2 separate regions of the Mus musculus genome follow, and region 1 is linked to region 2. A link is a contact called in public promoter capture Hi-C data. All regions are on one chromosome and are shown on one strand. Each heading gives the region's core, a stretch centred on a gene start, on an enhancer-like site or on the middle of the called end of the contact. The rest is flanking DNA. Distances are from core to core; before and after follow the strand shown.

Evidence for each region. Promoter capture Hi-C pulls out the DNA fragments that hold promoters and counts their contacts.
Region 1: a contact with region 2 is called in a promoter capture Hi-C map of pre-B cells. The contact joins the promoter of Agbl3 here to the promoter of Lncpint in region 2.

Annotation. Positions count from the first base shown.
Region 1 is chr6:34,779,066-34,784,497 of GRCm38.p6, reverse strand. It overlaps Agbl3 (ATP/GTP binding protein-like 3), which reads right to left and starts at 4,066. Exons shown (of 20, transcript NM_001289656.1): 1 at 3,439-4,066; 2 at 2,280-2,398; 3 at 868-928. The coding sequence starts at 2,342.
Region 2 is chr6:31,216,768-31,222,928 of GRCm38.p6, reverse strand. It overlaps Lncpint (long non-protein coding RNA, Trp53 induced transcript), which reads left to right and starts at 4,455. Exons shown (of 4, transcript NR_110471.1): 1 at 4,455-4,855. It overlaps 2210408F21Rik (RIKEN cDNA 2210408F21 gene), which reads right to left and starts at 2,578. Exons shown (of 6, transcript NR_040262.1): 1 at 2,410-2,578.

The sequences.
Region 1 (5,432 bases), core at 2,817-5,316, 3.6 Mb before region 2:
ATATTGAACTGGGTTAGATATGTAAATATTTCCTGGAAATATTTTATTTATTTTCTTTTTTATTAGATATTTTCTTTATTTACATTTCAAATGTTTTCTCCTTTCCTAGTTTCCCCTCTGAAAATCCCCTATTCCCTCCCCTCTCCCCCTGCTCACCAACCCACCCACTCCTGCTTCCTGGCCCTGGCACTCCCCTATACTGGGGAACAGAACCTTCACAGGACCAAGGGCCTCTCCTCCCACTGATGACCAACTAGGCCATCCTCTGCTACATATGCAGCTGGAGCCATGAGTCCTACCATGTGTACTCTTTGGTTGGTGGTTTAGTCCCTGGGAGCTCTGGGGGTACTGGTTACTTCATATTGTCGTTCCTCCTATGGGGCTACAAACCTCTTCAGCTCTTTGGAAATACTTTAGAATTTGATTTGACAGTATAACTGTAAATGTATATATTAAAAAAATCTAATATACATCAAGATGCCCCCTACATATTCAAATATTTGCAAATAAATAACCTTATTAAAAGCTATTTATGCAAACTAAATCACCAAATATATATATTTCATATGCTTTTAGGTCTTTAAAAACAGTCCTGTATTTTGAATAAAATAAAAATGTAACTCCTTATGTTAAAGAGTCCTTCACAGAGGAACTACTACTTTCATTCATTATTTTCTAATATTAACCTGGTTTACTTAAAACTGTCCTGAAAAGTTGAAATTCCAAAGCAGTTATATTTCTTTCTCCCTACCACCAGAATAATCCCTATTTTACTAAATCTGCACTTCTTCACTCTTCTTATCCTACTTTATCCACAAAAAGTTTCATGATAAACAGGGAGGAGGACACACATAGATGAGTGCAAACCTGCCAGTAGTGTGCACGGATGAATATCATCACTTACAAATTTCATGAAGGAATCCTCATCCTGAAACAAATGAATTTTAAAATTTAAGAACCAATAATAACAAAATCCAGAGTTTTATTTAATATCTACCTTACTACTTGTGATTGTCTTTAATCTTTAGTAAATGGAAGATTCCATGATTATTTGGGCTACTGGCCCCAAGGGAACCCTAACATTTGCATTTTTATTCCTCCTTTTCCACAGGTGTGGTGGTTTGAATATGCTTGGGAGTGGCACTTTTAGGTGTGGCCTTGTTGGAGGAAGTGTGTCACTTGGGTTTTAAGACCCTTTTCCTAGCTGCCTGGAAGTCAATCTTCTTTGGTTTGCCTACGGAACAAGATGTAGAACTCTCAGCATCTCCTGCATTGTGCCATGCCAGCCTAGATGCTGTCATGTTCCTGCCTTGATGATAATGGACTGAACCTCTGAACCTGTAAGCCAGCCCCAATTAAATGTTGTCCTTATAAGAGTTGCCTTGGTCATGGTGTGTCTTCCCAGCAGTAAAACCCTAAGACAATAGGGTATGGCCATGATAATAACTACAGAGAAGGGAGAAAGTTTAAAGGTTCTTGGAATACTTGGGGAAACAACTGGTGAATAAGATCACAGAAAGTTGTGGACTTAGAGAACTATATATCATTTTTGGAGAGATTTTAGAACTTTAAACATATGGTAATTTATACTTAAAAAAAATCTCCTTTAAAACAGAACAGGATGTAAGTACAGACACAATATCAAACACTATCTCCCTCCTCCTCCTCCTCCTCCTCCTCTTCCTCCTCCTCTTCCTCTTCCCCCTCCTCCTCCTCCTTTTTCTACTACCCACATCCTTTCCTTCTGGTATTGGAGTCACATTACTGTACTGTGGTGAAACCCAAGAACCTTGGCTGGAACACCAGGGATTTGAGTATGGTGCATAATATGTTGCAATAGATTTCGCACATAAGGAAGGAAGTAGATATGACTGTAAAAATAAAATCCTAATCATTATATACACACATTTAAATAGAATCCAGAATAATCTCACCCAAGATTTTCTCAAGAAAAATCCTTTCTTTCCCATTTTAAAAAATGTTTTTAATTAAAATAGAATTAGATCATTTTGCCCTTCCCATTCCTCCTGTCAATTCCTATTCCCCCTCCCCACTCTCAAGTTGATAGCCTCGTCAAGAAAAATCAACTCTTTTTCTTTCTTTCTAGACAGGGCACATTACACAATACATTTTTCAGTTATTTTCTAACTTCTATGACAAAAACAGACATCATCTGTTTTGTTTTTACATCAAATTAATTCTATAATGTTTTAATTGGAAATATGTGCTTGATACTACATTTTACCTCAAATTACGCAAAGTAAAAAAGAAAGACATACCAAGTCATCGTCATCACTGATGCTTCTATCTGAGTAGTCTTCCTCCTCTGAATCTTCTGACATCTCTTCTAGTGTCTTCCTCGGAATGTCTTTAATTATGTGAGTAGGCTGTAAAATGTCTAAGGAGATTTTTAACAGCTTTTCTTTTAAGCAAAGGTGTGCAGGTTCTGTATTAAATGAATACTACAAAACCTGTCCAATTGTATTTAATTAAGAGTGACAGATCTCTGAAAACTAAACTAGTAAGGATACAGGAAATTAATTTCAAATTCAAAGATTTTACAAAACTATCCGTTACTACAAAGCAAGCTTCCTAAACAGATATCCAATACCAGATGTTCAGTCCTACAAAGAATATACACATAAGCAATATTCAATAGGCTTCTGCAAGTTGCATTTATATATTTATTTAAACACACAATGATAATAAATAGCAAAAGAGGATATGTATCTGAGAGGGTTGGAAGGGGGATAAATGATGTAATTATATTTTAATTAAATAAAAAATTTAAGATGATGAGTGGATATGGAATGGGGGTGTGAATTTTAGAAGAGATGAAGGGGGATATATTTATAACCTGTCAGTATGTTTTATGAACAAAAATAAAACTTAAAAAATCTGTTGAAACAAGAGAGACAAATCACGTAAATAATTTAGTTGAAAAACTTCCACAGTATATAGCCAGGCCATTTACATTTTATATTCATAACTAAACACTACACTGCAATAGTAAATGGGGATTGTCTTCACGCATTAAAAAGTACACAAGAAAAGTTATAATTATTCAGACAATAAAATGTAGCAATAGTGTAAAAACTTTCCCCTTTCTCTTGAACTTTCAGTTGACCCGAGCTTCAGTGTGTATAACTTAAGTTTCTCTTTAACCGTGATCATTACTGTATATTTAACTTTTAAAGCCAATGACACCATTTGTATTGGAATAGCTACCAGAAGGTCCGGCTGGAGATGACCACTGTTGCTTCTAGGCAAGCCTGAAATTGGCATTTTACTAAAATGACATTTTCCTCCTGCTACACATGCCAGTGATTGTGCCTTTGGGGATAATACAGTTTTAGGTATACGTTTCCTCTTTTCTTATTTGCAATGAAATCATCCTTGCCAAGCTTTTACACTTTGGAGGACACCAAAAGAATTTACCAATTTCACAACTACTGGTGTTTGGTTCTCTCTAAAAGCGAGCCTTTTGACCACCGCCGACAAACACCTTCTCAGCCCCCGGTTGACGTCTACAGACGAGCGCGTTCGGGGGCGCGGACGGCGCGGAAGGCCTCGCGAAGCTTCATCATAAACGCCAACTGCAGTCGAGAGAGCGGTTTCTAGGTGACATCTCGGGGCGGAGACCGAAGCTTCAGCCCCGGATGACGGCTCGAAATTACGACAACCCGCCGGGACGCCCGGCGGCAGCTCCTTACGTGCGCGGACGAGGCGTGCAGGCGCTAGGCGCCGGAAGCCCGCGGACGCCGGTCCGCGCCCGAAGCGGCGAGCGGGGGGCGTGCGGCCGCGCCAGGCCTTCTCTCGGGGCGGGACCCGCGCGGAGCCTCCTCACTCACGCGGGCCCCGCGCCGTCCCGCGCCGAGGGCCGCATTTCCCCCGCTCCCCGCTGCCTAAGCGGCGCGTCCGCCGCCCGCCTCGTTCCCTGGGCCTCTTCAAGTCCGCCGGTCGTCCCACCCCTGCCGGGAGAATACTTTAGGATGTCCCCCAGGCACCGGGCGACGACAGGGTCAGAGCAAATGCCATCGAAATTCAGCGGTCGCTGAGAGAGCAGGCCGCTTGTTGCCAGGGCAACGGCTGTACTCTCGCGAGACTTTGGGGAGCTTTAGTGATTTCTTCCTAGGGACAGCTGTGAAGGTGGTGAGGTTTTTGGCGGGAGACATTGATGCTAGGGGATGATGGGAACTCCTGGCTTGGCTTATGGTATGGACCGGTTTGAGCATTGCAGGAGGGAGAGTTTAGCACTGGGGAAGATGCGACTGCAGTTTGTTCTGAGTGACTATAACTTGTTTGCTAGGTGCCTGCGCTGAGAAGGCAGTAGAACATACAGTTTAAGGCTTGTGTCTAGAGCCCCCCTTGACTTTTAACAACCTGATGACCACGGGCAAGTTAATTTTCTGAACTGAACCTTATTAATAAAAATGAACTAATTTATTTGAAGTTAAAAGGTTGAGTTCTATTTTGCACAATTATAATTCATTCTTATTCTGGAAGTGAGACTTAAAATACTTGATTTGGAGGAGTCATGGTTATATGTATAAGGGTAAATTCTCAAAAATTTCATCAGCTTAGAAATTCTTTGTTAGCCAACACTTTCACAAAGCAAATCTCCCACCTTGCCTTATTTAAGTCAATAAGACCCCCACAGCAGTCTTAGGATCTGTGTTTGTGTGTGTATATTTAACCCTGATTTGTTGGTCACTTTTCACTTTGGTGGATAATACAGTTGGAACAGTTTTCCAAGTAAAGTTAATAAAAGAAAAACCCATATAGACAAAAAGAATGAGGAGGTGTTCAGTGCCCTCATGGTTCGCATTAAGCGCTTCAGTTTCAGCATGGAAATGGGTTAGCATCTCTAGATTTGTTAACTTTCTGGGAATGTGTTTGTGTCAGACCTTGAGACTTTCTGTTTCTTTGGGCATTGGCCTGAGGAAATGAAGTGTGCCATTGATCACACTTGTTTGAAAACTAGTCTTCATAGTTAGTTGTGCTTGGTTTTATGCCATGTGTATATCACTAACGGAGACAATGCTCAGAGACTCTCTGGTTTGAGGGTATCCTCAAAGCTCCAGTACCGAAATTTACTTGCTCCTGTGGATATGTAAGAACAGAAACATAACCCTACTTCTGTTTATATGTGGGGCCGTTCAGGGGTAAGTAAGATGAATGAGACCATCGGCGTGGAGTTCTCATAATTAAAACTTAGTGGCTCTATAGGACAACAGAGGGCACCCACTCCCAGTTTCTGCTAAGGGGTACCATTTGGTCACTTGGGACTCTCTGCCTGCAAGTCCGTCACCAAATGTGTTCCCTTGGCTTGTACCACTAGAATCACAGTCAAGCTAGACTTTTCTTAAAACATCCCCCGCTGGTGGTATTGTGCTGTTGGACAGTAAATAGGGTAAGCCAGTTTGTTTTAT
Region 2 (6,161 bases), core at 3,206-5,705:
GGCAACTGACATTAAAACTCAATGTATTAACAATAAATCACCTTTTACATGAGCACCCCACACCCCAAATTCCCAATCTTTATAGCTAGGCATTAAAGGCTAGGGGCTGGAGAGAAAGTTCAGTGGCTAAGAACACTGGCTGTTCTTCCAAAGGACCCGGATTTAATTCCCAGAGCCCACATGGCAACTCACACCTGTCTGTAACTCTAGTTCCAGGGGATCTGACACCCTTATGCAGATATACATGTCTTTTCACACAGACAGGCATGTAGGCACAACACCAATGTACATTTAAAAAAAAATCTAACAGCTAAAAATTAAAATTGAAATCAACATTGAGATCTCTAGAAGCTTCCATTGGGATACGGACATGCAAAGACCCAAGATGGCTGCCCTAAGCTCACCTCTGTGCACCGAAGTGGAAACCAATCTTTCTTCAATGCCATGTGTGCTTTATTTTTCATCAAACAAATTATCTCCATCAGAACCTACTTATTTACATAGTCTTATCTTTCTGCTATTGCCTTGGTGATATTCTTGTTATAAAGAGGAAGGAACTCGAAGCAAAAATATAAAAAGCAAGGCTGCCTTATCAGGGACATAGGGGAATCAGTAAAGGAGACATTTAGTTCACAAGGTGATGGGATTTCCTATTTGTAAAGTAGCCTCTCAGTCACACTTTGTACTCTCCGGGCCACAATGCCAACCCACGCTTATTTGTCCTTCCTGGGCCTGGAATGAATTCAATTCTACGCCTTATTTAGTCAAATGATTCCTCCAGCTTCAATGTGTACTTCTGTATGCTTCATTTTGGAAACATCATATTTAAATATTTTCTCTTCTTGAGTTTGTTTTAGTTCCAAAGCTGGGGAATGAAGTTTCTTTTGGGGGGGGGCAGGAGGGGGGATGGGTTTTTCTTGCTTTACATGTTAAGAATGGCTTTCTCAAATGGCTAATAAAGTATCCCAGTAGTGCCTTAACCCTCCTACAATGACGTTTTCCACGAGAATTAGCATTTAATTGGGATAATTTGTTGTCAACGGAAAGCAAAGATTCCTTTCCAAGAGGATCAGCGTGATAATGTCTTACCAGCTAGAGCACAGAGACCAAATATAAACCAGTTCTGAGAAACAGGAAGTGAACCTGACTGGTCTAGTCTGAGTGTCCCTGGCAGTGACGCAAATACAGAAATCAAATTAGGAAAACAAGGTATGTGGGTGTGAGGCAATCGATAACAATCCAGGATGCTACAACATAAGCAAAGAAGCCTTCAACCAAATGCCGTTCATTTTAATAACACCCCGAGCAGTTTGATTTCCCTGGAACGCACTGGTGATTAGAGAGCAGGGACGAGCATGAGTTCCCTAGCAACCGCATGTGCTTTTGAGACAGTCATTAGCCTTTCCGTTAATCCCCTCAACCCCTACTTCTAAATGTACGACTGACATTAAAACGTTCCAGAAAGTGCTTCTTGAGATTTCCAGGAGGGACATGGAAAGGAACATAAGATAATAATAATAATAATAATAATAATAATAATAATAACAATAATTGCTGTCCTGAGAACTGCGGGCAGGTGAAAGAGCAGTGTTCCTATGTGCCCAGCCTGTCTCTACAGTTCATTGCTCTCAAGTCTAGGTTTCCAATTCCCCTGGGGGGCGGGGGAGGGGGGAGAAGGGGCAATGGAGGTGAAATTGTCGGGAGTTTAAGGTGGTCTCCTCTTGCTACCTGGAGCAGTATTGTTGTGTCTCTCACAAGCATCCCTCTGAAGGCAGGGTGAACCCTGGAGTGTACAGGTGGCCATTTGTGTAGTGGCAGACTGACTGACAGCTTGGATAGGGCAACATATACCACATTTTCTTTCTCCTTTAAGCCCCATGAATTACCTTGGTGGAAGGAGCTGGTGAAGAAGGGAGGAGGGTGGGCTTTTTCCTATTGATTGTTTAATTGCACCAGAGGCTGCTTGTCTAGGGCCACCGGCCAAGAGCGTTATTTTTGTGGCTAAAGTGGGGTTGGGCCAGTTTCCCAGCCTTTCCCCTAGATTTGAAGAAGACAACCCAGAAAGTCCAGAAAGGCTAGAGGAACCTGGGGTGTGTTGGCCTTTTCATTTCAAGGGTGTCCTACAGCGCCAGGGCTGCTGGGATTAAGTTCCTGCAACCGTGAATCATTGCCTTTAGATGGGTCCTGAGTTCGGGATCTACAACTCCACCCACCGTGTGGCTAAGGACAACTGTCATTAGGCAAATAGTTCTTGCTGCTACTGGCAGACCAACTCTTCTATAGCCTGGGCTCCTATTAGTCGGACACTTGACTCCTTGGGGCTCGGGTAGCTCCTAGCGGTCCCGCCGTCCCACCTAACCCCCCTGCGCGCTCCCTTCCCAAGGCGACCACCTGCGCCTCCCCACTTACCCTCTGCCCCGCGGGGAGGGCCCCTCAGGGTAGCAGAACCCTCCCTGCTCCCAGGCGGCTCAGGGGGAGCTCGGTGTTTGCCTCCAGCCCTTCGCTACCGAGGATCAGGTTCCTCCCCTCCTCCCCCTCCAGCTCCGGCCGCCGCCGCCGCCTCCTTCTTGCATGACACAGCAGAACCGCAGCTGCAGCAGCAAGTCCAAACCATCCGCCCAGGAAGCGCCGCAACCAGGGCTTGGGAGGAGCGGATGGGGCAAGGCAGGGGTCTAACCCAGGGGTAGTCTTGGACCCACTTTCCACCATAAACTCCCTCTTTGCCCAGGGCAAGCCGACAAAATGTGGTTCAAGCTGACCAGGCCGAGCCGTGGAGGAATGCTGGGGTTCGCCCGCAGAAGGGATGGGACCAGAGAGGAGGGGTAAAGGAGACCCCAGTAAAGGGCAGGCCATTTCAGGTGAAGAAAGGTAAGAGGAATCTGTGAAGTCAAGGGCCAGGCTGTGGAGGAGATTAAAGGAGGTCAAAGAGAGGTAAGGGGGTAAGGTTGCTGAGAAGAGAACCAGCTGCTTCTTCCTGCTGCTGCTGCTGCTGGTGGTGGTGGGGTTAAGTATTTGGGAAGGCCTGAGCTGGGTACATAAGCAAAGAGCCTGAGCTGGGCGGTCCAGGCAAAAGAGGGTTAAAAGGATGAAAGAATTAGACTTGAGGTTAGAAGGCCATAAGGATGGGTGTTAGAATTAGAGGGAGACCTAATGCATTCATAAGTGATGGAGAGAGACGGATAATCAAGGCCAGGCCGGAATGTTGGTCCTCTCCCATCCCACTCCTCAGTTACTGAGTTAGTGTTTTCTTATCCTTTTTCCACAATTCTGCCAACCCCGTTTTCCTTATAAAGACGGAAAAGTGTGAACCAACAGAAAAATAGCAATTTAATCATAGATTTTACTTATAGGATGTTTTTCCATGGTACATAAAAATGTAGAGACAGAGAATTGCGATTCGAAGTAGACCCCCCCCCCCACACACCTTGCACACACATACATTGCAAGTCATTAAGACTAAGGACTTCAAACTTAGTTTCCATACATCACTAGACACGAATAAGCCTTTAAACGCTAATACTTAAGTTAAATGCTAGCAGTGGGGACAGAATTGGTGGTTTGGAATATCAGGAAAATGCACGTTTGCGCTCTGTCCACACACACGCATATATATGTATATATAATTTCTAGTGTGTAGCATGCACAGTATGATTAAGGGATAAGCATGTTTCCCTGATCATCTTATTTCCAACCAAGCACGCATTTTATGGCAGTCATCTTGTCACCATTTGGAAGAATGTGGTCAGAAAAGTAGTGCCCAAACTGCCACTTTGGTTTTGTCTGTACCTTACAGGTCATGGCTTCATACCTCACTTCCTGACACAAACAAGTTTTTACTGTTGTCAGCAACAAAGCCCTAATATAGCCGCGGAAGAGAAAAACTGCCTTGCATTTTGCCTCTTGAGAGCATCATCAACAGTTACCGGAGGAATGTAATTCCAGAAAGCTCCGAAACTGGTAGTGATGGTAATTATGGACCAAATGCCCGGTTCTGGTTGTTATTTTCTGGGCATTTCTGTTCTACCAACGATCTGCGAGTGAGCTCACTGAGAGGGCAAATCTGGCTTTTCTTTTTGACTTTGTAAAATTTAATCAGGCCTGATAGGGAACTCACAGCTCTTGGGGGAAAATAAAGTAGGAACCACGAAATGTCATTTTAACAGAGCGTGGGCTTGGTGACTGCAGGAAAGGATTTAAGGACGCTCCTGTTCCGCTTGCTGTGTAATGAGCACTGGCTCCACGCACGCACCGACGCCATAGCTCCCGGATGCAGTGGCTCCCTTATCTGGGCTTTCGCAGCGCCACAAGCCCCTTCGGGATGCTTCGAGGGGCTCCTGGTGGGTGGTGGTACAAATGCTGCCGCCGCCGCCGCCGGCGGTCCTGCTGCTGTTGTTGCTGCTGCAGTCACGTGGGAGCCCCTTTAAGTTTCCATAGAGAGGCCTCTCCGGTGTCACATGATGGACATGATATAATGAAACAACATTGTGGAGAGGAAAGCATTAGGGGAGCCCACGGCTACAAAACAAGTGAGAAGAGGTGGGAGAAAGAGAAACTACGCCACCTCCTCTGCAGCCGAGCGCACGCAGCAGCCTGGCGTGACAAGTGGGCGACGCCAGGGACAGAGAGTGGGGGTCCTCCGCCCGCTCCGGGGACCCTGTCGCCCACCGTGGTGCGCTGAGCAACTTTTAGCCGGCAGCCCCGCACCTGTCTCAGAGTCCCCATCGCTCCCCACCAACCATCATGGGAAAATTCTAGAAGAATACGCTCTCGGAATCTACGTGCGCATCATTTTCCTCCTCACTCCAGAGGAAGGAACCAGAAAAGAGAGCAAAGCGGTGTAGTGTTCAGCCTCAAGGTAAGTTCTTTAGGGTGGGGAAAACGGGTCCAGCAGGACTTGGGGACAGGATTTGGTGCTCAACTCCCACCTTGGGGGTGGAAAAAGCGTCCCCGCACTCTCGGTGAGGCAGATGGGTTGGCGCGTCATCTGTGCTATTTTCCCGGTGGACTCTCTTGACGTCCACCCTCGCAGTCCCCGGGGCCCCCTTACGGTCCCCCACAAGGGGCCTGAGGCAGCGGGCCAGGATGCTCGGCGGGTGAGCGAAGGAAGGTAGGGTTGCTGCGTGAAACGGGCATGTCGGAGCTATTTCGCCATGTTTGTGTTGCTAAGAGCACTTTTTTTTCCCCTTTGCGGTGGCTTGATGCCACATGGCTCCTCCGGAGCTGCTGCCGGGTTGAGAGCGAGTGGTTTTTTTTTTTTTTTTCAATGTCCGCATTCCAGCTAATGTTGCGCAGATAAAATTCAAACTTGAGGTAAACAGACGAAGAGGAGGAGGAGGAGGGGAGGGACCGGCGGGGGGGGGTTGGGGGGGGGGAGGGAGGACTGTTTCCATTTCGAGATCCCACCTCTTCACTCAGAGGAGACCAACATCCCGAACCTAGAGGCAACTCATGCATGGCTCCCACGCCCCCCCACCTCGGCCGTCAACAAGAAGTAAGGGCTGGGGGCGAGCGGTTGGGAGGGACGCGACGTTTTGGTTCTAGGGGGAAGGTGGGGGGAGAGGCAGCCCCTGGGAAGCCGGAGCTTTGACTTCGGCTATTATTTTGGCGGAGGGAAGCAGGATGCGTCCTCTTGCTCTGGAGATGGGGGGTTGTATGTCCCCCCTCTCTATCACTACCTAATCGTGTTGCCTCACTCCCCCCCACCACAGGTTGCCCCCACAGGCGGGATGGGTGGGGCTTTGAGGTTCCAGAAGGCAGGTTACCTAGCAGGTGTGTAGGGTGGGCATTTGGATTTGGTAAGTCGCTTGGATTTGGTAGGAGACCATGGGGGAGGCAAAGCGAGTGCGTAGGTAGAGCTAAGTCTAACGCTTATGTATGGGGGGGGTTGCTTTTAAAACCAAGAGAAAAATCAAGACAGGTCCCCCCCCCCCAATATGTCTGTTTCAGCTCGCAGCGAAGCTGCTGCGTGAGTGTCGAGGACGAGGGCGAGCTTCGTCATGTGGCACACACTGTAGGCTTCTGACAGCTTGGAGCTATCTACCCCCTCCCGCGCGCGCCCGGGGCGGAAGGTGTGGGTTGGGTGGTCCGAGGCGGGTGACGTCCGAGGCGGGGTGGGGACAAGACTCCGGAGCGCCTGGGTCCGCAGCCACGGCTTGCTCGGC